Linked DNA regions of Gossypium arboreum: all the other regions are linked to region 1. Evidence: chromatin contacts called from public Hi-C data. All regions are on one chromosome and are shown on one strand. The core of a region is the stretch at or near the end of the contact, and the rest is flanking DNA. Distances in the headings are between cores, read along the strand shown.

The links. A called contact is a pair of places that touch in the nucleus more often than the background predicts.
Region 2: a contact with region 1 is called in a Hi-C map of leaf, with 2.6 times the contacts expected there. The contact joins the promoter of LOC108480151 here to the promoter of LOC108458324 in region 1. A contact is called at or near these places in 2 of 5 Hi-C or Micro-C datasets (both in leaf).
Region 3: a Hi-C map of leaf shows a contact between it and region 1, with 6 times the contacts expected there. The contact joins the promoter of LOC108467146 here to the promoter of LOC108458324 in region 1. A contact is called at or near these places in 2 of 5 Hi-C or Micro-C datasets (both in leaf).

Annotation. Positions count from the first base shown.
Region 1 is chr4:87,328,594-87,332,631 of ASM2569848v2, forward strand. It overlaps LOC108458324 (tyrosine-protein phosphatase RLPH2-like), which reads left to right and starts at 1,921. Exons shown (of 4, transcript XM_017757677.2): 1 at 1,921-2,619; 2 at 2,997-3,064; 3 at 3,290-3,469; 4 at 3,597-4,038. The coding sequence starts at 2,109. The coding sequence ends at 3,758.
Region 2 is chr4:87,042,582-87,046,547 of ASM2569848v2, forward strand. LOC108480151 reads left to right here and starts at 2,254. Exons shown (of 3, transcript XM_017783044.2): 1 at 2,254-3,143; 2 at 3,209-3,377; 3 at 3,765-3,966. The coding sequence starts at 2,382.
Region 3 is chr4:87,652,969-87,657,027 of ASM2569848v2, forward strand. It overlaps LOC108467146 (1,4-alpha-glucan-branching enzyme 2-2, chloroplastic/amyloplastic-like), which reads left to right and starts at 1,515. Exons shown (of 22, transcript XM_053027346.1): 1 at 1,515-1,827; 2 at 2,669-2,826; 3 at 3,366-3,622. The coding sequence starts at 1,698.

The sequences.
Region 1 (4,038 bases), core at 671-3,170:
AGACCCATGGCCTGGCCATGATATTTCTTATTCACTTTTTCTGTTATATTCCAACCATTCCTCCATTTATTGTCCTAACTTTGATGCTTGAACATCGTAGTGTCTCCTCCACAAGGCTTGGAGCTTCGCATATCACGGGTGCACACAATGACACCGTATGACGGTATCTATAGAGTCACACCTTTTTCCCGTCCTAACTTCACCTAAACCCTTTAATAACCCCCTCTCATGTCTCACCATAAACAAACAAACATTACAAGGCTTTCATAACATAATGCTGACAGATACACATAACTTACTTAACCTCTAGAAGACAACCATTCACATGCAATAGAAAACATGCATCATCATGGGACTCACTCTAGAATTAATGCACATTCATGCTAAACACACAGCATACCAGAAAAGGGAGGTAGAAACTCACCTTGCTTCCTTGTCATTAACAACTTAGCTTGTCCAAACATCACAGCATTTTTCGTCTTGACAGTTAAGCATAACAACCCTTTATCGATTTACTTGTATACAAACAACTTTAGAACCCAAAATTTATAATTATACAAAATCTTATAGGATTCTTACTACTCATTTTCTTCAATCCATAAGTTTAAAGGAATAAGGAAACTTACTATTTCCCAATCTTTCTACTTCTAGACTTAAAATTAGCATTATGGTTGCAACATGAAAAACTTCCTTCAACTATATCCTCTTCTTCTTTAGGGCTAATGAAGAAGATAATGCTTAGAGAGAAATATTTTGGAATTAGAACTAAGAGGAATTATGTTCCCATACATACACATATATATACTCCATCGGTATGGTCTCCATAGACCATTGCCGCCACTCAATCCTAATTATTATGTTTCCTACTATGGAATTAGTTGATTTCAATCTAACTAAACTAGATTTGAAATTTAATGATCCCATAACTAGCCACTCAAGTTTTCTAAATATCTCATTAAAGCCCTCAAATTCCCTTTTTCATCAAATTGGCTCCCGGGCTTTTTTTTTATGTTGGATACTTAGGGGGCCAGGTGTGACAACTACCCCACCTTTAAAGAAGATTTCGTTCTCAAAATTTTCTCTCGTGGTGATTAAGAGCAGTCTTCAGGAAACCTATCCATATTAGGGAATCCTTCTTCTCAATTCAAAGACAAATATCCCCACTCATTTGAGTAATCTAGCTTACCTTTAGGTATTTAAGGGTCTTTAAACCGCCCTAGTGCGAATGGTGGATTCGTAATTTCCACGTATGGCAGTTTCTTGCCTACAGGTGTTGGCGGAGTCTTGGGCTTACATATTGTACCAGATCGTTCCCTTGGTAAAAATTAATGAACTGAGCCTATATGAGCGCGTACTAATTCTGGCGGATTTGTGATACACAATTTACTTGGGTGGAGTCTTTCGTTTTTCTGTTTATCGAGGGGTTGATGATACCTTTCCTTATATCTACAAGTGTTAAAAATGAGTTTAGGGATGTGAATAGTTTAATACCTTTTTCCAATCAAATTTTTTTTCGGATGTTTGGTTATCTAAACCAATACTCGTAAAACCCCTTTATCCAAATCAATCTTTTTCTTTTCCACCCCAATTTCCTTGTTGTTTGAGTTTGTTCTTAATTGTTGTATTGTTAGCCCCACTTTGCTAGAAAAAATGTGTTAAAAGAAATGAAGAAGGAAAAAAACTAGAGGAAGAAGCATAAGAGAATATAAAATAAAAAAAAAGAAAAAGTTAAAAACATAAAAGAAAAAATTTAAATTATTAAAATGAAAAAATATATGGATAAATGATAGAATTTAACGTAAAATTTTTATTTAAAATGATAATTTAATATGCCATATATGCTTACAGTTACACTAATTACAAGGGACTAAACTTAATATTTGAAATATAGGGGATTAAAATGGAATATGAATCAAATTACTATTTTGATAGTTTAGCTTAATTGAGGTAACTCCTATGAATATGGAATCGTTTATTTCCATTAAAAAGAAAACAGTTACAGAAACTGATAACTTCCCGGATTCCCGACCAAACCCGGAGAAACAAAGGATCAACTATTCACTGTTCCAATTTTTTGCTTACCCCTTTTGATTTCTATCAAAAAGGGAATGACAGATCCCAACAACAAACCTAGAACTGTAATCTGCGTAGGGGACATCCATGGCTACCTCACCAAACTCCTCAATCTTTGGTCCAACCTCCGATCCCAAATCGACCCTGACTCCTTCAACACCGCCACCGTTATCTTCCTAGGCGATTACTGTGACCGTGGACCCGACACGCGCAAAGTGATGGATTTTTTAATCACCTTGCCCAAGCGATATCCAAATCAGAAGCATGTTTTTTTATCGGGAAACCATGACTTTGCTTTCGGCGGGTTTGTGGGGGCGTTGGCAGGTGAGTTTGAAGCGAAGGAGACATGGCAGGAGTATGCTGATAATGAGGAAAGAGAAGGGTGGTACAAGGGAGAAGGGTATGAAAAGATGCATTTGCAAGGGAGGAGATGGGGTGGTTCGATAAAGGCTAAGTTTAATGCTGCCAAAGGGATTGATTACAAAGGCTCAATTTATGATGCTGCTCCTACCTTTGAATCTTATGGAGTTTCTCATGGATCTTCTGGTAATGCATGCTTTTTCATTTTTTTAATTTAATTTTGGGTGTTTGGATTATTCCTTTTTCTTGTATGGATTTAATTCATTGGTATATAGAGATTAATACTCTTAGGTGTTCATTTTTGAAGTGGTTGTTGCGTTTGGTCCTTAGTCATGCAATTTTAGTTGAGATTTTGGAAGGTATGATCCAAGTATTGGGTCGATTCCTTTTATGTTATGATACTTGGTTGTATGCTTTTGAAGGAAGGAATGATAGTATTAGATTGATGGTTTTCAGTAGTGTATGTTATGTTTGACTGGCAGAATTTTTAGTGGTTTAATCTTCAATATGGATTTAATTGATCTTATTCTAACAAAAACCATGATTTATTTTTGATGTCCAAGAGTTGATGAAGGCTGTTCCAGAAGACCACAAGAAATTTCTAGCAGATATGGCTTGGGTTCATGAAGAGGTATTCCTTCAATTCAACTTCTCATCTATTTGCTCTTCTTGGCATTTAGAATACTGTGTGGTCAGAATGTGCCAAAAATACTTTTAACAGTGAATTGCAAAACAAAGTTACTAGCAAATATGCAGTCTCCTGTAACAATGTTATGCAGGTTAGCTATATTGTTATAGTCTTAACTATACAAAGTGAAAGTGGAGACTTAGTGTTTTCAGCGTGCAATTTCTGCAGGATGATGTCTGTATTGAGACACAGGAAGGAGTTAAGCATTGTAAATTAATTGCTGTACATGCTGGTTTAGAGAGAGGTAAAAATGTCCGAGAGCAGCTGGAATTTTTGAAAGCCAGGGATGCTCGTGTGCCCAAGGTCACAGATCTCAGTGGGAGAAAGGATGTTTGGGACATCCCCAAGGTAACGAATGGTTCACAGCCCATCACACAACTCATATTCATCTTTGGTATCCATGCGCTCACTTAATAAAATGATTCTCATGACATGAAGTCGACTGATGCAAGTGTTGGTGTTGAATATCATGCAGGAGCTAACTGAAACAATTTTGGTGAGTGGTCACCATGGGAAACTTCACATAGAAGGTCTTAGATTGATCATTGACGAAGGCGGAGGATTGGAGGGTAATCCGGTGGCTGCAATCGTGCTTCCTTCAATGAAGATAGTCCGCGACACTGATAATTTTTCTTAGTTTCATGTTTTAGTCATCAATTAGCTCTGGTTTTTGAATTTAAGAAAGCATATAATCCCTTGTTTTGGGGACATAAAGTATGGTCAAGCTAATAGGAGTAAATGTGAATTTGGAGGTACTTATTTGGTAAATTTGCTTGTGATAAGTTTGTTATAACGTCAATTAACAGATTATCTGGGAACCAGTTAACTGGTATTTAATTCTTACCGGGTTCTTCTGCAAGCTGTCAAGTATTTTGGGGGCAAATTTAGCATTGCGGTAGGAAAGAGCTCTAGGTAAA
Region 2 (3,966 bases), core at 1,004-3,503, 290 kb before region 1:
TTTAAAAAGTTGTTGTTAGTAAAGTAAAGACAACATATTCTAGTACCATTTTCTTTTGACAATTGAAATTTCTTTTATATTATGATAATATTTTTAATAATTAATATCATATATAAATTTAATAATAAATAATGCCTAATTAAAATTTAATTTAAATTACACATATTAGAAGAAATAAATTAAGTACTTAAAATTTTTATATTTTATACTATAAAACAATTACAAATCGTAATATGTATTTATTATTAAAATATTAATATAAAATTTTCAATAATATATTAAAAATATATTAATAAAATTTTAATATAAATAATTTATTAAAATAATAAAATATATTGATTATATTGTTATATATAAAAAGTTTAGATAAGTATATTTAATAATATTGAACATTCTAATATTTTATATTAATTTTTAAATATTTTTAAGAATTAAAATTAAGAAAATATTATCACTATAATTATTCAAGTTAATTTTTATATAAATATAACATTGCTCATAAAGGGCTATTTTTGGAAAATAATTTAAACTTTATAAAAAGAAATAATTTATTTTCTATTAACTTGTAAGTCGTCGAACTAATCTATTTTTTATTAAACAAACATAAAAGAAGACATATTTTCAATTAAACACATGTATCTTAAATATCATAGAGTTGTCATTATTAATATTTTTGTTGTCTAAAAATGGTAATTTGTTGGAGTAATGTAAAACCATTTTTTAGGGGTGAATAACGTAAAAGCACAATAAATGAAATTGGGTTGATTAGTTAACACATAAGACTAGCAAATTCAAGAAATTAATTTTCACCAAAGGAAGAAGGTAGATGGGGGTCGTTAATAAACGTTGGGAAAAAGAAGAGAAAAACCCTCTACTCTACTATAAATGTATGTGAAGTTAAAATAATATGAAAATAAGTTTAAAATCTGTTTGGTCCGAAGGAATCAATATAAGAAATGTGTTTTTAGTAAAATAATTTGAAAAGATGAAATGGAAAATTATCTTTTAATCCAAGGTTTGAGAAAATAATCGAAAAATTTGTATTCCCGAATCATCTATATTAAAATTACAATCTTATTGAATGCATCATAATTCATAAGCAAATTAACTTCAAATTCAACCTTTTTTAGGAGAAAATAAAATTTTAACTTTTATAGTCTATATATTTATAATTTTAAAAGATTAAATAGAATTTTATAATTTTAGGAGAGCCAAAGTATAATTTTACTTTTACTAATTTAAAATTTTTAAATTTTTAAATAGCCTAAATAATAATTTTTCATTTTACGGGGCGGGGCCCTTGCCATTTCTAGCTATGGCTTTGCGGACACGAGGGATGACTTGTTATTTTTTCTTTAAATAATTTAATTAATCAAAGTATATTGAAAGTTGTGGTTACTTATCTCATTCTTTAGCCATGAAAATAGGGGTTTGATACTTGCATATGGGAATCATCACATTTCATGGCCAGTTGTTTATCTCGTTGGAGAGCATTCGTGGTGAGAAAATTAGTTATTACTACCAACAGTGGATACCTTAATTTTGTGTCAAATAAATTATAGAGTAAAAATTTAAAGGTTAAAATATGCTTTAAATCTTTATGCACTTTGTATACTTATATTTTGGTTTCCCACTTTTATTTTCAGAATTTAGTTTCTATTTTTCTAATTTAAAACTAAAGTCATGTAAACAATAAAAAAATGTAGAAAACACTATTACAATTTTTTCTTAGGATCTCCTGTCTAAACTTATCATGATAAATTTTTTTTGTAGTATTTTTAAGAAAATTGACACCAACATTTTAATTGAATAATTAACAATATTGATTATTTAGATTAACTAATGATATTTAAAGTAAAGGAACACAATAATATTAAAAATTAAAATATATTGACTAAATGTCAAGTTTTAACATAATATAAGAATCAAAATTAAATTTTGACCATTATTTTATAATGTAAGAATAAAAAAAATACAAGATAAACTCAGAAAAATAGAAAGCTACGTGCCCATTATAATAAGAATATTAACGATTTACCTATTTATACTAATAAATAATATAAAGAGTAAATTAAATTAGAAATTAAGGACCTCCATTTTTATAGTTTATGTATCTCTCCTGGTAGCAAATCATTAGTGGTAAACATTTTGACTCTTTTAAAAATTATGTATTTAGAATTTTATAAATTTATGTCAAGAAAATTTAACTCTGCCTCTACCCGCCCAATGAGAAGCAGCATTCATTTAATTCCCCTATATATAAATGTCCAACTTGCTCACCGAAACTAAGCAAAGGCAGAGGGAGCAGTAAAAATATCCCCTCAGCACCGCTACTATTATTATACCATTACTCTACCACAGCTGCTATCATTACTACATACATGTCCACCCAAAGTCGAGCAGTTGGCGGCACCGAGCACAACTGGTGCCGAGCGGTGGTCGGGGGAACCGGGATAGCCGTTTTGGCTATCATTTCTTCCAAAACCCCCGATGTTTCACATCTTAAAAATGCCCTCCACAAGCTCCAAATTTCCCATCCCATTCTTAGGTCTCGCCTCCATTACAGTCCTACTGCCAACAGTTACTCCTTCGTTACCTCCCCCTCCCCTTTCATTGAAATCAAGTACTTTAACCATTCTACAACATGTCAAATCCTTGAAAACAACCAAAACATCTCACCCCTTCATTTGATTCTCGAACACGAACTTAACCAAAACGCTTGGGTTAGTTCTTCATGTACGATCAAACACGACGTGTTTTTCGCCAGTGTTTACGCCTTGCCTGGTGCAACAAGGTGGGTGTTGGTGCTCCGCCTACATGCGGCTGCTTGTGACCGGACCACGGCGGTGTCGTTGCTGAGAGAGTTGTTGACGTTAATGGCTATTGAGGAGGAGGAAACAGGGTTTCAGCAAGGTCAAAAAGAAATTACGATGAACAAAGGAGAGATCAGTTTGGCCATGGAAGATCTTCTTCCTAAAGGGATTGTTAAGAAAACACTTTGGGCACGAGGAGTGGACATGCTAAGCTACTCTGTTAATTCTTTAAGGTTCACGAACTTGAGGTTCAAAGATGCCAAATCTCCTAGATCTACTCAGGTAGTGAGGTTGCTTATCAACCCTGATGACACTCAGAAGATCTTGACTGTAAGTATCCATTTCAAGCTTCTAAACATGCCTTAAAATTAGTGCTTAAAAAATCAACATTTCAGGGTTGCAAGGCAAGAGGGATTAAGTTATGTGGAGCATTAGGAGCTGCCGGGCTGATTGCTGCACACAGTTCTAAAAGCCGTTCAGATCATCAAAAGAAGAAATATGGCGTTGTAACACTCACAGATTGCCGCTCAATTCTTGAACCTCCGCTCTCCAATCACCATTTCGGTAATTAAGTTCCTTATAAACCTCTTGTTTTCAACTTGTCTAAATCAAAGTTCTCATGTTATCGGTCGTATTATCATTGACTATTGATAATATCTTTTTTAAATCTCTTTTATTAATGAATTTCGTCCTGGATCTATTTTTATGATGGCTAATTCATACTTGACCCCACCAAGTACAATCTTTCTTTTCCTTATTTCTCTGATATAAAACCAGTAAGACGATGCTGCCTGACCCTGCCATTTTCAATGGTGTAAGTAACTTTCCTTATTTGAAGGAGAAAAAGACCCAAGACCCAACCAAAGTTCCATGTCTTAAATTCCATGCCAAACAAGGAAAGCGTCTCACTTGATACCATTTCTTTAAAATCTTCTTTTTTTTTTTCTCTAGGTTTTTACCACTCAGCTATTCTGAACACGCACGCCATTAAAGGAGGAGAGAAGCTTTGGGAGCTAGCAGAGAAAGTGTACACCGTATTTACACACTACAAGAGCTGCAACAAGCACTTGTCAGACATGGCAGATCTGAATTTCTTAATGTGCAGGGCCATGGAGAACCCTGGCTTGACTCCATCTGCCTCATTGAGATCATG
Region 3 (4,059 bases), core at 265-2,764, 320 kb after region 1:
GATTGAAACAAATAAACAGAGTTTAACTGAAATATTATTTCTCAAATTTGACTAAAAATAGGAGTCATATTTAACAATAATGTTTTGGAACATATGGAAATGTTATGGTGATGTTTGGATATGTTTTGGAGTGTTTTAGAACAAACTTTTAGTTGAAGGCCTTAGTATCAATACTTGGGCTTAGTAGTATCACAACAAGGCAAACACAATCCAAATTGCTACAGTCCAGGGACTTGTATTGGTACATCTATGGACTTGTACCACAACAAGTGCCTTAGACTCAAGCAACTGCATTGTTTTGAGTCGTTTTGACTTTCTGAGTTCTGTTTTGGGTCTCAACGACCTCCTAGCATCTTCAAAATGATTTTAATTGTATTTAAAGACTTTTAATTGTCCTAAAATTGAATTAATGATTTTATAAAAATGTTTTAAAGTTTCAAGTTTAGTAAAATTTTTATTTCTTTCAATTCAAATGATTTCATTTTACGCCGATAAGCTTCAAACACTTGGCTTAGAATTTAAATAAGTCCTAATATGTATCTAATTACCCAAAATGATTTCAAATCATAATTGATACTTTTTTAAATGTTGGGAATTGTTTTATGACTTTTATAAAGTTGTCAAATGGTATTTTATTAAAAGAATTTTTTTACTATGATTTGAAAAGTGCTTTAATAGTACCTCCCATTCATAATATACGCCGAGACGGATAAGAAGTGTTACAACCATACCTTTCTTAGACGAGCAACATTATTATAAAGCCTCCCTTATCATACCAACCAATGAAATTGATGAATCTACTAGGGTCCTTTATATGACCACATCACCTTCCAAGCATGATCCTTAGAGTCCCATTCATCCTAGACAAGTTGCTGATAAGCAACCAAGACAGTGCACTACTCAATGCTAACCATGTCCACTTACAAATATCAACCCCAACTAGAAAAAAAATAGAAGTGCCGTGTATATGTAAGAGAGCCTTCTAACTACTATTACCGGCAAATTTACCCCATTCCTAAATATTATAGTCATTAATCATGTCAGAAACTAAAGAAGTCTCATCCATTAGGGCCATACAAAGATTCTTGATGTAATTAACTTTCCAATAAAATGTTTTAATCCAACTAACAAGTATGTTAAATAATTTTATATGAAAAGCTGCAGTAATTTATGGGCCCAAATTTATACACATCTTTTTTGGCTTTGGGAATTACGACCATCTTGATTTTGTTTAGCTCCCTCATCATGCAACTTTGAAAACTAGTAATAAAGTAATGGAAATGATGACAGTGGTTTCACCAGCCGTTGTTCCTGTCTATTGCTTATTAAGCAGAACCCACTTGACTAAGGCATCGGTTAACGGTTCCAATTTCATGAAAAGATCGAATGAGTTAGATGAACGGCCGATAAATGATAATGAATACTAGGTAGGTCCCACAGTCCAAATCACCCATTCCCATGCAATTCTCCACGGCACATGTAGCATTCCCCATTCATTTAATTTAGTTCCCTCAATTTTGATTTTAGATTTTTCATTCATATTTCACGCTTTTCTCAGTGTAACTCATTGCCGATATTTGCTCTTCATTCTCTCTCTCCCACGGATCTGTATTTTATTTTTAAAGAAAAAAACACTTTTCCTCTCCTTTACTACCTTCCGAATCAGAAAAAGTAAAAAAAGAAACTGTGAAAAAATAATGCTTTTTAGTGTATCTGGTTTACGGTTTCCTCGTGTGTCTCCAGTCTACAGGTACTGTGCGTCAAGCTTCAATGGCGCTTCTACGAGTTGCAGTTTGTCGCTTTTGTTGAAGAAGCATCACTTTTCTCGTATTCAGCCTCCCTTCTCTTCTCTATTTTCTTTATATATTTTGTTTTGTTCAGCTCCAACTTTCGTAACTTCTTCTATTTTTCTATAACTGATCTAATCTTGTTTTCATTTTCCTATTAACAAAAAAAAATTATTATGAAACAGTAATCGGTTAGCTTTAGCAAGTTTTATCACTCAAAACTATAATGCTTGATTTATTTAAGAAAAAAAAGTTGGAAACAATGGCGAAAAGGAGTTCCGAGTTGTAGATGATCCATACGAAGAAACGAAAAGAATTCAAATATTCTGTCCTTTAATGAAATTTATAGTTAAAATATGAATATTTAAATATTCTTTGATGCACGCTATGGCTATCGCGATCGCCAACGGGTGATTTGTTAATATTGGAAGAAACATGGATTGTTGAACAACTGATCAGCATGTTCAAAATGTTACCGCTGAACTTGTTGCAATAAAAAAAATTGCAACGAAGTTTCTGGTTTATGAAATGAAAAACTAATAATTGCATATGGAAGGAACTGTAAAAAAGGACGATAATTTAATTTCGCAGTTAGGGAACCTTAAGCAGAAAATAAAATCATAACTATTAAAAGAGTTATAGGCGTATAATTTGTTGCATCATCAGCCTATTGTCAAAAGTCATGGTTGGATCATTTCCTTTATTTTCTGAGTTTCCCGTTATGGCTGTTGATTCTGATTTCTCTTCTTCTGTAATGAAGACGGATCTGAATTTGTTAGTATAATTTTAGTACTGGAAAAAGAGTTCTCTATGAATGGTGACTGCTTTTATAGACATTGGCTTCACAATATGTGGAGAATTGATTTGATGCTTGCTTGTAGGGAGGATCTTTATAGAAAAGTCTTCTTCTTATTCAGCCTTCTCATCCTTAACCGTTGCTGCATCCAAGAAAGTGCTTGATCCCGGTGGTCAGGGTGATGCTTCTTCACCCATGACAGATCAATTGGAAAGTCCTAGCACTATTTCAGATGATCCTCAGGTTTGCAATTTTCTGAGAATAATGCGTACTGTGTTTTGAATTTACAGAAATATTACTCTTTTCTTTTAGATTGAGTGCAGTTGAATTTTCATGATTTTATACTTGGGAGTAAATTTGGAAAATGAAATTCTGGGATGGTGTTTGTGCCATTCAAGCCTGTTGATTCGTGTGGTTCTATGTCTGAACTCCGGATCTTTTGAAAGTAAAATTATAATAAACAACATATAAGGATATATTTGGGAACGGTATGTTCTTGGTTTTTTTTATCTTTGATGAAGTCATTCAAGCTTGTTGGTTCTCTAAAACAGTTTTTAACCTCTTTTTTTTTTTTTTTTTGAAAACTTGTGACTCTGATTCTGAACAATTACTGTTTTGGAAGAAAAATTATAGTAAACGGACATAAAAGTTGAGCAGCTGAGGACTAAGGTTGAAGAATGGCATTTTCTTAGTTTTACTTTTATCTTTGAAGTTCTACATTTTAGGTAACTAAATCAAATGCAAAGAGTAAAAGTCCTTATCTCTTTATGGTTCTGCTATAGGTAATTCATAATGTAGATAGTGAAGGAATGGAAGATGAAAAAAAGATTGAAGTTGAAGAACAAGAATCTTTTCCGTCTGTGTTTTCAAATAATGATGAAGAAGCTCATGCTGAGGAGCCATCTGTCCCTTTACACAGGAACGCAAGTACTGAGAAAACTGAAGCAAAACCAAGGTCCATTCCCCCTCCTGGTGCAGGGCAGAAAATATATGAAATAGATTCACTATTGTTGGGTTTCCGCGATCATATCGATTACCGGTAATATAAATCTTCTTTTATTTACTTGTATGCGTCTCATCTGATAATTGGAATTCAAGTGTTTACTCTTCTCCGGGCTTTAGAAGGAAGCTGTAGGTTTTAGTTCTTTAGTTTCTTGGAATTTTTTGCCATATTGGTTATAGTTGCCTGTGTACTGTGATTGCCTATCTTCACTACAGCAGACTTGCACGTGGTACTTGGAGGTCCATGCTGGTATTTGGATAGGAACTCAGTGAATAAATCTGTATTTTTGTCTCCTATTAGCTGTTAATATTTATTCTATGCTTTGACTTTTGAGAAGCAATACTTGGAAAAGCACTCAGAATTCATTACACTTTGCGTTTGCTTTATTATTTTAGGGCCTTTTGTGGGTTGTCTATTTCTATTATTTTGTTTTTTAACTAGATTTGATCTGATTGAACAAGCAAGCAAGTCAC